Regions from separate parts of the Oryctolagus cuniculus genome. Here region 1 is linked to region 2. The links are chromatin contacts, called in public Hi-C maps. All regions are on one chromosome and are shown on one strand. The core of a region is the stretch at or near the end of the contact, and the rest is flanking DNA. Distances in the headings are between cores, read along the strand shown.

Evidence for each region. A called contact is a pair of places that touch in the nucleus more often than the background predicts.
Region 1: a contact with region 2 is called in a Hi-C map of an unstated tissue, with 1.5 times the contacts expected there. The contact joins the enhancer-like site here to the promoter of SORT1 in region 2. A contact is called at or near these places in 2 of 6 Hi-C or Micro-C datasets (psoas muscle and an unstated tissue).

Annotation. Positions count from the first base shown.
Region 1 is chr7:61,073,772-61,079,559 of mOryCun1.1, forward strand. All of the region lies in intron 3 of SORT1 (sortilin 1), which reads left to right. Among named protein-coding and RNA genes, the nearest start is that of SORT1, 35 kb to the left of the region's middle. Within about 2 kb of position 4,065, at least 1 of the 8 cell types and tissues checked has an H3K27ac peak or open chromatin away from gene starts, as enhancers often do.
Region 2 is chr7:61,036,072-61,042,714 of mOryCun1.1, forward strand. It overlaps SORT1 (sortilin 1), which reads left to right and starts at 5,166. Exons shown (of 22, transcript XM_051856187.2): 1 at 5,166-5,547. The coding sequence starts at 5,233.

The DNA.
Region 1 (5,788 bases), core at 2,815-5,314, 37 kb after region 2:
TTATTTGAAAGGCCGAGAGAGGGAGAGAAATCTGTCTGCTATTCACTCCCCAAATGCCTGCAACAGCTGGGCTGGGCAAGGCAAAAGCCAAAACTCCATCCAGGTCTCCCACGTGGGTTGCAAGGACTGGAGTACTTGATCGCCATCTGCTGCCCCCAGGGTGCCCATTATCAGGAAGCTGGAATCAAACGTGAAGCCTGTGCTTGAACTAGGAGCCCAGATGTGGATGTCAGCATCATAACTGCTGTGCTGATTGTCCCCTCTGCCCCAAGCAAATACTGTTCATGTAACATTCGGAGTCCTAAACACGTTGTTTGCAGGTAATAATGAAGTTCTCAGGTATTGTTTCCAAGCAGGGAGTTTCTCAGGTCAGACCTACCAAAGTGCTTTACAGTGTCCAGACGGTGGTGGGAGTGGTAGAGTGGGTTCTGCAGCCATCACCTGGACAGGGACATTCATGACGTCGTGGAACTGCCTGCCCATAGGTACAGTGGGTTCCTTCCCTTTCCGCATTAAAGATCAGCCAATTTCTAGGAAGTGCTGATTGTCATTTGTGTTTATCCTGTTTTCCCCCAGGGGACCTAAAGAATCACTAGATCCCAGCAGATGATATAGAAACCAACCCAGGGCTAAGGTGTCCTCTGGAAGTCATGGTGCTTTCCCAGGGTTCCTTATTTCACTGTTGCTCTTGGCCCAGGTCCGAGTAAAGCCATGTGGAAGTTCTAAATGGACCAGCCCAATCTCCCTTCCCCAGTAGGTACACTCCATGACTACTGCTTCCGGGCCTACAGCCACAACTCTCTGCCCTTCAGCACAGTGACATTGGCTTAAAACTAGAATGCTTACCACCATGTTTATAGCAGCACTGTTCACAATAGCCAGAATTTGAAATCAACCAAGATGTCCATCATCAGCTGAATGGATAAATAAAATATGATATATATATATATTCAGCTATAAAGAAAGAATGAAATCCCATCATTTACAGCAAAATGGATAGAACTAGAGGACAGCATGTTGCGTGAAATAAGCCAAAAACAGAAAGATAATACCACATACTCTCCCTTATATGTGGGAACTAAAGTTCAAAAAAACTTTTGAATTTGAGAGAGAGGGAGAATCTTCCATCTGCTAGTTCACTCCCCACATCCAAGGCTGGGCCAAGCCAAAGCCAGGAGCTTCATCCAGGTCTGCTGTGTGGGTTCTAGCAGGGAGCTAGATTGGAAGTAGAGCAGCCAGAACTCAAACCAGTGCCCGTGTGGGATATGGACACTGCAGGCAGTGGCTTTACCTGCTACACCACAGCACTGGCCCCTAGAACGACTCAATCTTTTTTTTTTTTTTTTTTTTTTTTTTTTAGGTTTTTTAGTTTTATTTTGATAAAGAGTTACAGAGAGGCAGAGACAGAGATAGAGAGAAAGACTTCCATCTGCTGTTTCACTCCCTAAATAGCCACAGTGTCCAGAGGTGATCTGAAACCAGGAGCTAGGAGCTTCTTCTGGATCCCCCATGCGGGTGCAGGGGCCCAGGGACTTGGGCCATCTGCTACTGCTTTCCCAGGCCACAGCAGAGAGCTGGATCGGAAGTGGAGCAGCCAGGACTTGAACTGGCTCCCATATGGGATGCTGGCACTGCAGACAGTGGCTTTACCCGCTTACGCCACAGCGCTGGCCCCAGAACAACTCTTAACACAGGATGTTGATTACTAGAGGCTAGGAGGGGTGGGAGGGATAAAAGGAGTTTGGATTAAAAGATGCCGGGAGGCTGGGTGTGGCTCATTAGTTGTGACAAAGGTGCTCAAATGAGATGTTAGTAGGGGAAATGGGCTGGGAGTGTGTAGCAGAACATTGGCAGCATATACCATTAGGCCCAGAAGGAGCGGCCAGCCTGGAATTGCTGTCTTTCTGTGAAAGGCAGGTTCCCGGCTGGCGGGGCTCACCCAGCAGGTCCGTCTGCCTTCTATGTAACTTATAGGCTGATAATATTTTGTGATTTGTCTGACCTGTGTATAGCAGATCCCTAGTGCTATTAAGGCTATCACAGGTGACTTTGTTCATTCAGTTAGAACAATAGTTGAATCATTTCAGCCAGATGAAAAGTATGTTGTTTGCTGAGGGAACAAATGCACTTTTTTTTTAAAAAAAGATTTAATTATTTTATTTGAAAGGTAGAGCTGGGGCCAGTGCTGTGGTGCAGCGGGTTAAAGCCATGGCCTGCAGCACTGGCATCCCATATGGGCGCCGGTTCTGGTCCCAGCTGCTCCACTTCCGATCCAGCTCTCTGCTATGGTCTGGGAAACAGTACAAGATGGCCCAAGTCCTTGGGCCCCTGTACCCACATGGGAGACCTGGAAGAAGCTCCTGGCTCCTGGCTTTGGATCAGCTCAGCTCTGGCTGTTGCAGTCATTTGGGGAGTGAACCAGAGGATGGAAGACCTCTCTTTCTGCCTCTCCTTCTCTCTCTGTGAAACTCTGCCTTTCAAATAAATAAATAAATAAATATTAAAAAAAAAAAAAAAGAATGAAAGGCAGAGCTACAGAGAGGCAGAGAGAGAGAGAGAGGTCTTCCATCCGTTGGTTCGCTCCCCTGATGGCTACAATGGCCGGAGCTGCACCAATCTGGAGCCAGGAGGCAGGAGCTTCTTCCTTCTTCTGAGTCTCCCATGTGAGTGCAGGGGCCCAAGCATTTGGGCCATCTTCTACTGCTTTCCTAGGCTATAACAGAGAGCTGGATCAGAAGTGGAGCAGCCAAGACTAGAACTGGTAGCCATATAGGATGCCGGAACTGTAAGCAGCGGCTTTACCTGCTACACCACAGCACCGGCCCCCACAAATACACTTTTAAAAATGTTTAGTTCCTCTTTCCAGTATTTGAGAATCCTTGGGGTTAGGAACTGTCTCCTCATATGATTTTCCCTACCAACCTATCTCTCCTTTTGAAACTCGGGAATTTTAAAAGGAAGAAAAATTTCACCCAAGAGCCAAGTTATTTACAGTTTATTATCTTGATTTTCCTTTTTAATCTTATATCACACCGCTGTGTAGCCTTTGGAAGGGACACAGAAGAGGAGAAAGCTGCCAGGTTTTGCTGCCTGGCGGTCCTGGGAGTACATCTCAGCATGCAAAGTGGACTCGGGCGATTCACTGACCCGCCCTCGTGTGTAAAGGGAGGACAGTAATGATGCCCACCCAGAGCCGGTGTGAGGTGCACTCCGCAGTGCCGGGCAGGGAGTTGGGGCAAGTGCTGTTGGCTGGACCAGGCCAGCAGCCCCGCATGGCATGCAGCCGCACCAGCACTGCTGGGCCGGTCGTGGAAACGAATCGAAACCCTTTCAAAGCCAGTTGGTGAAAAGTGACCGGCTGGCCCTGACAGCTCGCGAGCCATGCAATCCCCAGCGGGCCGGCCTGCCCCCCTGCCGACTGCTCAGTGCTGGTGCCCACCCCCTCTGCCACTAACGTCCGGCTGCAGCTGATGCTGTTGTGGTAGATCCCAGACGTCTCTGTGCCATCAGGAATGTTTATTTCCAGGTCACTTGCAGCAGCAAATGAAAACATCCTTTCCAGTTGATCTCTGCCTGTTGCTAAACTCATCCTCCTCCAGGTTGAGTGATCTTTTATACGTAATACTTCAACCAGTTTAGTACTTGATTTTCTCAATTCACTTTTTATTCTCTGCATTCTTTAATTGCATGGCTGAAATTGGGCCTAACAGGTTTCTGAGTCGGACCCATGGGTTATGAAAGTGTTTGCGTGGCTCCTGCCACCCCCGACCCCGTCTTTGGCTTTTTCATAATGTGCTTGCTTTAAGAGGAACCAGGATCGGCAGTGCTGACTCTGCGCCCTGTGCAAGGCCCGTCTTTCCTCCCACACCTCCCCACAGAGCAGCCCGCTTCTTTCTAACACAGTGTGATGTTGTGACATCGCCAAGGCTCTTTTCCCTCAGGTTGCAGAGCAGTTGTTGTTGTTGTTTTAAACTGCCACTTTGACTATTACTTACGTCCTCCCTGCTGTGAAGACTGGCTCTCACCCCACCTCAGAGTTTACACTGTAAACATGCCTGTTGCCTGACGCCCCTGGGCTGACCCGACCTGCTGCGACCCGGGAGGCACCTGTTGCCTCAGACGCGGGGAAAGGGAGGGCGCCATTGGAGCGAAGTGGCTCCCGCGCATGCCCGCAGTTGCCCAACAAAAGTCCCCGGAAGCCACCCTGAAGAGTCTTCCGTTTGTCAGACTGTTAGTGACTATTTATTGGATTATCTTTGCTAATTCTTACACGGTCCAAGGTTCATGTGGGATTCAAATAAAAGACAGCCAACCACATGCCCCTGCTGGAAGCGCTGTGGCAGCAGTACCAAGTTGGAGGGTGAACTTGTGTCTTTAGGGTGTGAGGAAGAAATGTCAAAGGATTTGAGAGATAATAAACATTAACATCAGATACAATTGAGAGGATATGGTAATAGCTTCGGCTTAAAGAAATCATGCTTGATCAGATGATACATTTTTATTTTCTACTAAGAAATATTAGCTTGTGTAACAGATTGTAAAGTAGATTCATCTCTCACTTGCAAGTATGAAGTTAAAAAAAGAAGTGAGCCATCTATAATTAAGATGATAATTTGAGTTTTGGCAACTAAAAGATATTTTGCATCTGTCTGTTCCATGGCCTTTTGAATCTATTTTTATTGCAAGATCTACTTAGTGAAGCAAATGTGAGCACCAAAATTCTGTACCTGATTGCCACAGAACTGCTCGGTTTTCACTGCCTACCAGGAGCTGCTCACGTTCTGGAAATTAATAAGGAAGCCTCTTAAGAGGCTACATGTTAAGATTTACTCCTTAGTGTAAGCTTTTTAGGATATCTCAGAGTTAGAGGGTAACATGCAGTGTACAGCAGGCAGAGTGCCGCGGGGCAGTAACCAGCTTCTCAGGGCACCTTGCGTGCCAGGGCCAGCCTCTGAGTGATACACGCCCAGCTGAGTTTTCCCCGTCCCCACGGTAGATTATTAACAACGGCTGCGTCTTTCCGTTGTAAGACCAGCACGGATCCCACTTACAACATGTATCCTCCTGGCTTTTCTTTCAAGAAACAGCCTCTCAGAATGTATGATGGTATCGTATTTTTATAAGTTCAGTTTTACACACTCAAGAGTTGTCCTGTTGATCAAAGCAGAAGAAGGGCCCAGACACACACTCAAATTCTTACTGAGAAAATGTCTTGTGATCTTATTTATAATATTCTTCATATTCTCCCACTTGTATTTTCAAAATTTCTCCAGAAAGCATGTATCTTTTTTCCAATAATGATAAAACACAATAAACCATTAAAATAAAAACATACAAAGTAGCATCAGATGGTGGGGCGGGGAATGGGGTGGGGAATAGACAGGTTTTGGATGTTAAGTTTAGTGTGAATTCAAATTTTGCCAACTTTACCTGGCAACTGTCTTTCAGGTCTGTTAATCACTGGCACATTTTAACTACATCCTCCCTATTCATCTCAACATACTTGCTTCTCGTTATTCACAATAGCTACTGTTCTATAAAGTCCCAATGAACACTGAAGTAGTAAATGCTGAGTCATTGCTCCTAGGGGAAATACAAGGTTAGGTTTCTGCAAAGCTCTGGTCACAGCATTCATTTTTATCAACTGCTCACTGTGCTGCTTCTTAAATACACCTTCCTTACTATGGATCCTGGAGTCCTTCACGTTGAACTCCAGGCCAATAGCATGACAACTCTTGACCCCAGAGGCAATTCAGAGATCAAGGTTGCTGCCTCAGTTTCAAAAGAA
Region 2 (6,643 bases), core at 3,916-6,415:
TTTATTAAGTCCTACTAGAGAATAGCATTGAAAAATCCTGTCAGCTCCAGTTGATTCCTTTAACAAATTCATTGAGCACCTATCACCTATATACCAAACAGTGTATTAAGCAGAGCTGTGAAAATGCTAAGTACACTCTGCTCCTAGTGAAACTCACTGCTGGGAGGGGGAACCAGGAAGTAAACGATATTCCCTCTGACACTGTAGGTAGTACAGAAGAGGGCAAAGCACATGGTGCTCCAGGAAGAGGAACTGTGTCTGGGCCACGTACATCATTTTAGGGGAAAAAATGCATCTCCAGTTTATGTGGTTTCCCTTCTGCCTGGACAATGTGCATTTCTGCCTGTTAAAATGGTAAATTTCATGCCCTTAATACTTAATAATGTACATTCTCCAAAGAGAGCTTTGGTTTTGTGTTGAATATTAAAACAAGTTTCTTGTGCAGAAATGATTGAAGGAGAGGGTTTTATGATGTGTCATCGCTCTCTATTCATCTTTGTGCCATTGGATGTAGTTCTGGAGAAAAAGGTAGGTTTTAGTAATAAGGTAAATTTGCATATTTTAGCCCTACACAGTATGACCTTGTGTGCAGTTTTTCACAAAGGAGAACTGACTGCAACATTTATACCTAGTGCCTGTGTCATAAGACAAAAGTGAGGGGCCGGCACCATGGCTCACTTAATCCTCTGCCTGTGGCACCGGCATCCCGTATGGGTGCTGGGTTCTAGTCCAGGTTGTTCCTCTTCCAGTCCAGCTCTTTGCTGTGGCCCTGGAAGGCAGTGGAGGATGGACAAAGTGCTTGGGTCCCTGCACCCACGTGGGAGACCAGGAGAAGCACCTGGCTCCTGGCTTTGGATCAACGCGCGCCAGCCGTAGTGGCCATTTGGGGAGTGAACCAGCGGAAGGAAGACCTTTCTTTCTCTCTCTCACTGTCTAGAACTCTGTCGAATAAATAAAAAAAATTAAAAAGACAAAAGTGAAATACTAAATATTCACCCAAACATTTTCGCAGGGCCACATGCAAACTAACACCATGTCCCCAGCAACCGTTAGAGTTTTAGGAAATACAGTAAGCGTAGATTAAGTAAATGCAACATATCAAAAATAAAGGTAAACAACCCAGTTGAGATAGGCAAAGGAAATAAACAGATTTTTCAAAAGAGGAAATCCAAATGGCCAACAGACAATTGAAACAATGTTCAGGAGCACTAGCTGTCAGGGAAATGCAAATCAAAATCACAATGCAGTTTCACCTCACCCCAGTTAGAATGGCTGTCATACAGAAATCAATAAGTGCTGGGGGCCAGCACTGGTGTAGTGGGTAAAGCCACCGCCTGCAGCGCTGGCATCCCATCTGGGTGCTGGTTTGAGTCCTGGCTGCTCCACTTCCCATCCTGCTCTCTGTTATGGCCTGGGGAAGCAGTAGGAGATGATGGCCCAAGCCCTTGGGCCTCTGCACCTGCATGGGAGACCCAGAGGAAGATCTTGGCTCCTGGCTTCAGATCGGCACAGCTCAGGTCTTTGAGGCCAACTGGGGAGTGAACCAGCAAATGGGAGACCTCTCTCTGCCTCTCCTCTTCGCTCTGTGTAACTCTGACTTTTAAGTTAAATAAATAAATCTTTGTAAAAAAAAAAAAAATGCTGGCAAGGATGTGGGGAAAAAAGTTACCCTAATACACTGTTGGTGGGAATGTAAACTGATAAAACCACTAAGGAAGACAGAATGGAGGTAACCTCAGAAATCTGAATATAGACCTATCATATGACTCAGCCATCCCACTCCTGGGAATTTACCCGAGGGGAATGAAATCAGTAAACAAAAGAGTTATCTGCACCTCATGTTTATTGCAGCTCAATTCACTATAGCTAAGACATGGAATCAACCTAAATGCCTGTCAACCAAAGACTAGATAAATTATGGGATATGTACACTATAGAATACTACACAGAAGTAAAAAAAAAAAAATGAAATCATCATTTGCAACAAAATGGATCAATCTAGAAAACACCCTGCTGAGTGGATTAAGCCAGTCCCAAAGGGACAAATACCATATGTTCTCCCTGAAAAGTGACAACTAACTGAGCACCTACAAGCAAATCTGTAGAAGTGAAAATGACACTTCAAGAAGGGATGATTTGAGCTGCCCTTCTCTTGACTGTTGAGGAACAGGTTTTTTTTTGTTTTTTTTTGGGGGGGGTTCTTCATACTATTTGTTGAACTGTTAAAGTTAATCGTGTATAAAGTCAATTGAAAATAGATCTCAGTAAAAAATGGGAATATGGGAAGTTTGTAACTGTAAAGCTGTATAGTTCTGCGTACATTCCTATGGACTTCTAAGTTTAAAAACTTGCCACAGGACCCCCAAATCCCATTAGGCTTGGTGGTAAAAATGTCATCTTAAGTGTTAAAGTGAACATATAGATACGATTAAGTGTTAAAGTGATCATATAAATAGGATCAAGTGTCTGGTGATAATAGAATTTAAAAGGAGAGAATATTCCAACATGGGAAGCAGTCCACACAGTAGACTTAGAATGACAACTGCTTTAAGTAACATTCTTGACCTCAGAATCAGCCCTTAAGGCTTCCTGGTCTGGCTGAAAAGCCTGTGAGAGCATTTCATGCATGAAAAGCCAAGACACTGTGGCAAAAAATGTTCTACATGAAGGATCTCTGAGATCCCAGCAGAAAGAAGTGGCCTTCAAAGAAGGATGTTCTTTTCTCTAAAGGGAGGAAAGAACTTAACTTTGTTTACAGCCTTGTTCAAATACTGACAGAGTTTGTGGATTCAAAAGGCTTCCATAGCCTAAGCAGTTCATGTCAAAAGCCTCGGATGCTGGGGCCGGCACTGCGGCACTGCGGCACAGTGGGTTAAAGCCCTGGCCTGAAGCACTGGCATCCCATATGGGCGCCGATTCTAGTCCCGGCTGCTCCTCCTCTGATTCAGCTCTCTGCTATGGCCTGGGAAAGCAGTAGAAGATGGCCCAAGTCCTTGGGCCCCTGCACCCATGTGGGAGACCTAGAGGAAGCTCCTGGCTCCTGGCTCTGGATTGGCACAGCTCTGGCTGATGCAGCCATTTGGGGAGTAAACCAGTGGATGGAAGACCTCTCTCTCTGTCTCTACCCCCTCTCTGTAACTCTGTCTTTAAAATAAACAAAATAAATCTTAAAAAAAAAAAAGCCTCAGATGGTCACTGATGTCATACATAAAAGAGTGTTAATTGTTAAATTAACAACAGGAGTCACTGTGCATTAACTCCCCATGCAGGACCTCTCTTCAAGAGTTGTATTATGAGAGTTAACAGTAAAACTAGTTCTCATTTTGTGTGTGTGTGTGTTCGCATGCGCGCGCAAATTGTTAAACTCTTAGTATAGAGTTAGGCTTCTGTGTATAGTTAATTGAAAATGAATCTTAATGGAGAATGGGACTGGGAAGAGGAGAGGGAGGAGAAGGGGGAGTGGGAGGGCAGGTATGGTGGGAAGAATAACTATATTCCTAAAGTACTTATGAAATTTGTATTCCTTAAAAATAAATTAAAAAGAAAATTAAAGGTAAATGATAATTGCAACATAGTTAAAAGGTGTATTTGTTCATTCTCCCGAAAGATGGCACTGTTGAGCTGGGTTTTTCCTCTTCTTATAGTAAGACAATAGACTATTCATCTTTGTGTCACCCAAACAAAGAAATACTCCTTTATAGGCCCTCCTCTCCCCCCAACTAATCACATGCTTCTGGAACTGACTGTCGTGTGATCCACTCCTCAGTTGGCATCGTTTAAATAATTTGTATTTTAAAAAATAGTCTGACACATAGTAGTTACGGAAAGGAACAAAGTATTCACCAGCACAAGCTTTCCTTGTCAGTCCAGTAACAAAACTTGGAGGACTGCCCTGGTGGCATTCAGAAACATTCTTCACTTCTGCCACACCGGCGTTGTGTGTGTGTGTGTGTGTGGCGGGGAGGGATGGACGGTTGTGAATCTTTGTACAAGTTAACATGACCAGAGAGTCCTTTGATGCAAATACTGGGTTGGGTGCACTGCACCATTTTGCTCCATAGCAAACATACCCTCCTCTGAGTTTCCGCCAGATTACGGTGAAGTCATTTTGTCAGTTTATCTGAGTGCCATAGTTTGTATCTTTCTGCTTGCCACCTTGTCTGTGGACCAGTGTCTAGCATTTGGAAGGGATGGAGTCAGAATTAAAGGATTCAGAACTGGCTTTACCTGTACTGCCTGTTCCAGAAGTCTTGTGCGCAGCATCTTCGGTAAAGGGAACGGTGTGGGGGTTTTATTTCTTGGAGGCGGGGTGCTGATTTGGGGACATCGTGTACTGGAACCAAACTTGAGCAATGCGGTCACTGCCAGGTAGAACTGACGAAGCCCTGATATGCATCTGTGCAGTGCTCATGTGTGTATAAAGCAGGCATCGGGCAGTTCTCCTGGCCCCTTTTACTTGCCCGTAAAACCTGGAGCTATACCCAGAATCCAGGAAAAGCCATAGCGATTCCTCGTTCGGCCTGCCTCCCCATAGAAGAGACTGGCCAGGCAGGCCGAATGTGCAGGAAGCCGCCTCTCCCGGCTCGCAGGACTGGCGGAAGCCCTGGAGTCTATCTGCCTCCGCAGCACTGGGCCCACACCAGTGCGCGTTCATCTCCCGGGCCTCAGGGCGGCTGCCTGCGCAGACAATGGGCGCTCGGGCGAGCAGAGGCTAAAACCTGCAGCACCGGTTCCAGGCGAAGCCCCCCTTCCCAGTCGAGGGAGCGCAGGGAGCTGGTAAAGATCGCCAGGCGCCACTCAACCGGAGGGGCTTTCGGGGAGTCTCGGGGCGGGAGCGTCGTAGCCCAAGTTCCAGCGTGAAGGCGCCTGAGGAGCTGCGAGGGGTCGAGGGCGCCACGGCGCGAGGGGCTTCGAGGGCAGGTTGGAGGAACTCTGGAAGGCCGGCCCCGGAGCCGCAGGGCGAGGGGGTGACCTCAGCCGTCCCCGCCACGTTCCAGCCAATCAGCCCCGCAGGTTGGCATCCGAATCCCAGACCCCCGAAGCCGGAGGCAACGCGAGCCAATGAGGAGTGGGCCGGGGAAGAAGGACAGGCGGGCCGTCCCTGCGGGCGCGGAGGCCGGGCCGCGCGTATCCAAGGAGCGCCCCGCCGCGCTCGGGGGTGTGGCGCGGCGCCGGCGGGGGTGGGCGGGCGCGCCGGGCGGCAGGTGTCAGCGGCGTCGGCACTCGGCGGCGATGGAGCGGCCCCGGGCAGCTGCGGGCGGCCTCTCGCGCCAGCCCCGCGGCCTCGGCCTCGGCCTCCTCCTCCTCCTCCTGCAGCTGCTGCCGCCCGCGACCCTCGGCCAGGACCGGCTGGACGCGCCGCCGCCGCCCGCCGCGTCGCTGCCGCGCTGGGCCGGCCCGCTCGGTGTGAGCTGGGGGCTGCGCGCGGCCGCGGCCGGGGGCCCGTTGGCCCGCGGCGGCCGTTGGCGCCGCAGCGCTCCGGGCGAAGACGGGGACTGCGGCGGGGTCCCAGACTTCGTCTCCAAGCTGGTCAACAACACGCACCAGGTGAGCGCGGACCGACCCCTGGCCGCCGCCCGAGCCCGCGGCGGGAGGAGCCGGCCCGGGCCGCGGGGCTGTGTGTTTCGTCACAGCCGCGGCGGGCTCGGGTTCTCACGGCGTTCTGTGAGTTGTCAAAGCCTGCCGGGGCGGCGGCGTCTTCCCGTGTGTGTGTATGTGTGTGTGTGTGTCAGGGACGAGCAGCCAGGATCGCGGCCGCCGGCTCGGCGGCGCCTGGCGGAGGCGCTGGGCCGGGCGGAAGCCGAGGCGCGGCCTCGGGGCTGGGCAAGCGCAGGCCGGCGAGGCGGTGTGTGGAGGCCCCGGCGAGGCTTGGGGGACTCGAGGCGTGTTCTGATAGTTCAAGGAGCGGTCATTAGGACGCAGCGTCTGGGCCGTGTCTCCTGCCCCGCGCTAGCTGGCCTCGTCCCGTGGTACTGGAACGCCGACCGCGCTGTCTGCCTCCTGTAGAGGCCAGATCGCCAGCAGTTCAGAAAACACATTGCGGATGCTACGCTTGGAGCCAGTTACTGAGATCGAAAGGCTCTGTCCGTGGGGGACCGGCAGCTCCACCTTTGTAGCTCCGTCCTGGCCTTCGGTGGGAGTTGGGCTCCGAAGTTAACCATTTAGTTGTTGCTGCCCACACGTGTGTTCTTCCTCTGGTCTTTCCCTCGTCCACAGAGAATGGCACGTGGGAACAGTGAGGAACCCATCACTCGCCCTGTGGCTGCACCTGTTCTTGTGTAACCCCATTCCTTTCCCGGGTCAGCCGCCCTCGGTCTCCCCTGGACCGTGCTGAGCGCCGGTGACACAGTTCTCAGCTCTGGGGACACCAGTATGCCAGGATCAGGATGACTGTGCTCAACTGGCTAAAGATAGCCCGGCGGTGCAGACGGGGTGGGGGGCGATGAGCGCAGCCGGGGTGGGATGGCACGGAGAGGCCCTCCTGTTTGATGAGCACAAGGTGGTTGAGTAGACTGCGTTTCCACAGCTTCCGGTTTTTAATTTCTGTCCAGACCTGCCCCCTTCCTTGGGCCAGCTGCATACAACATTCTTACTTCATAGCCAGAATCATCTTCTCTCCCTGGTTGGCCTACCTGGGGCTTGC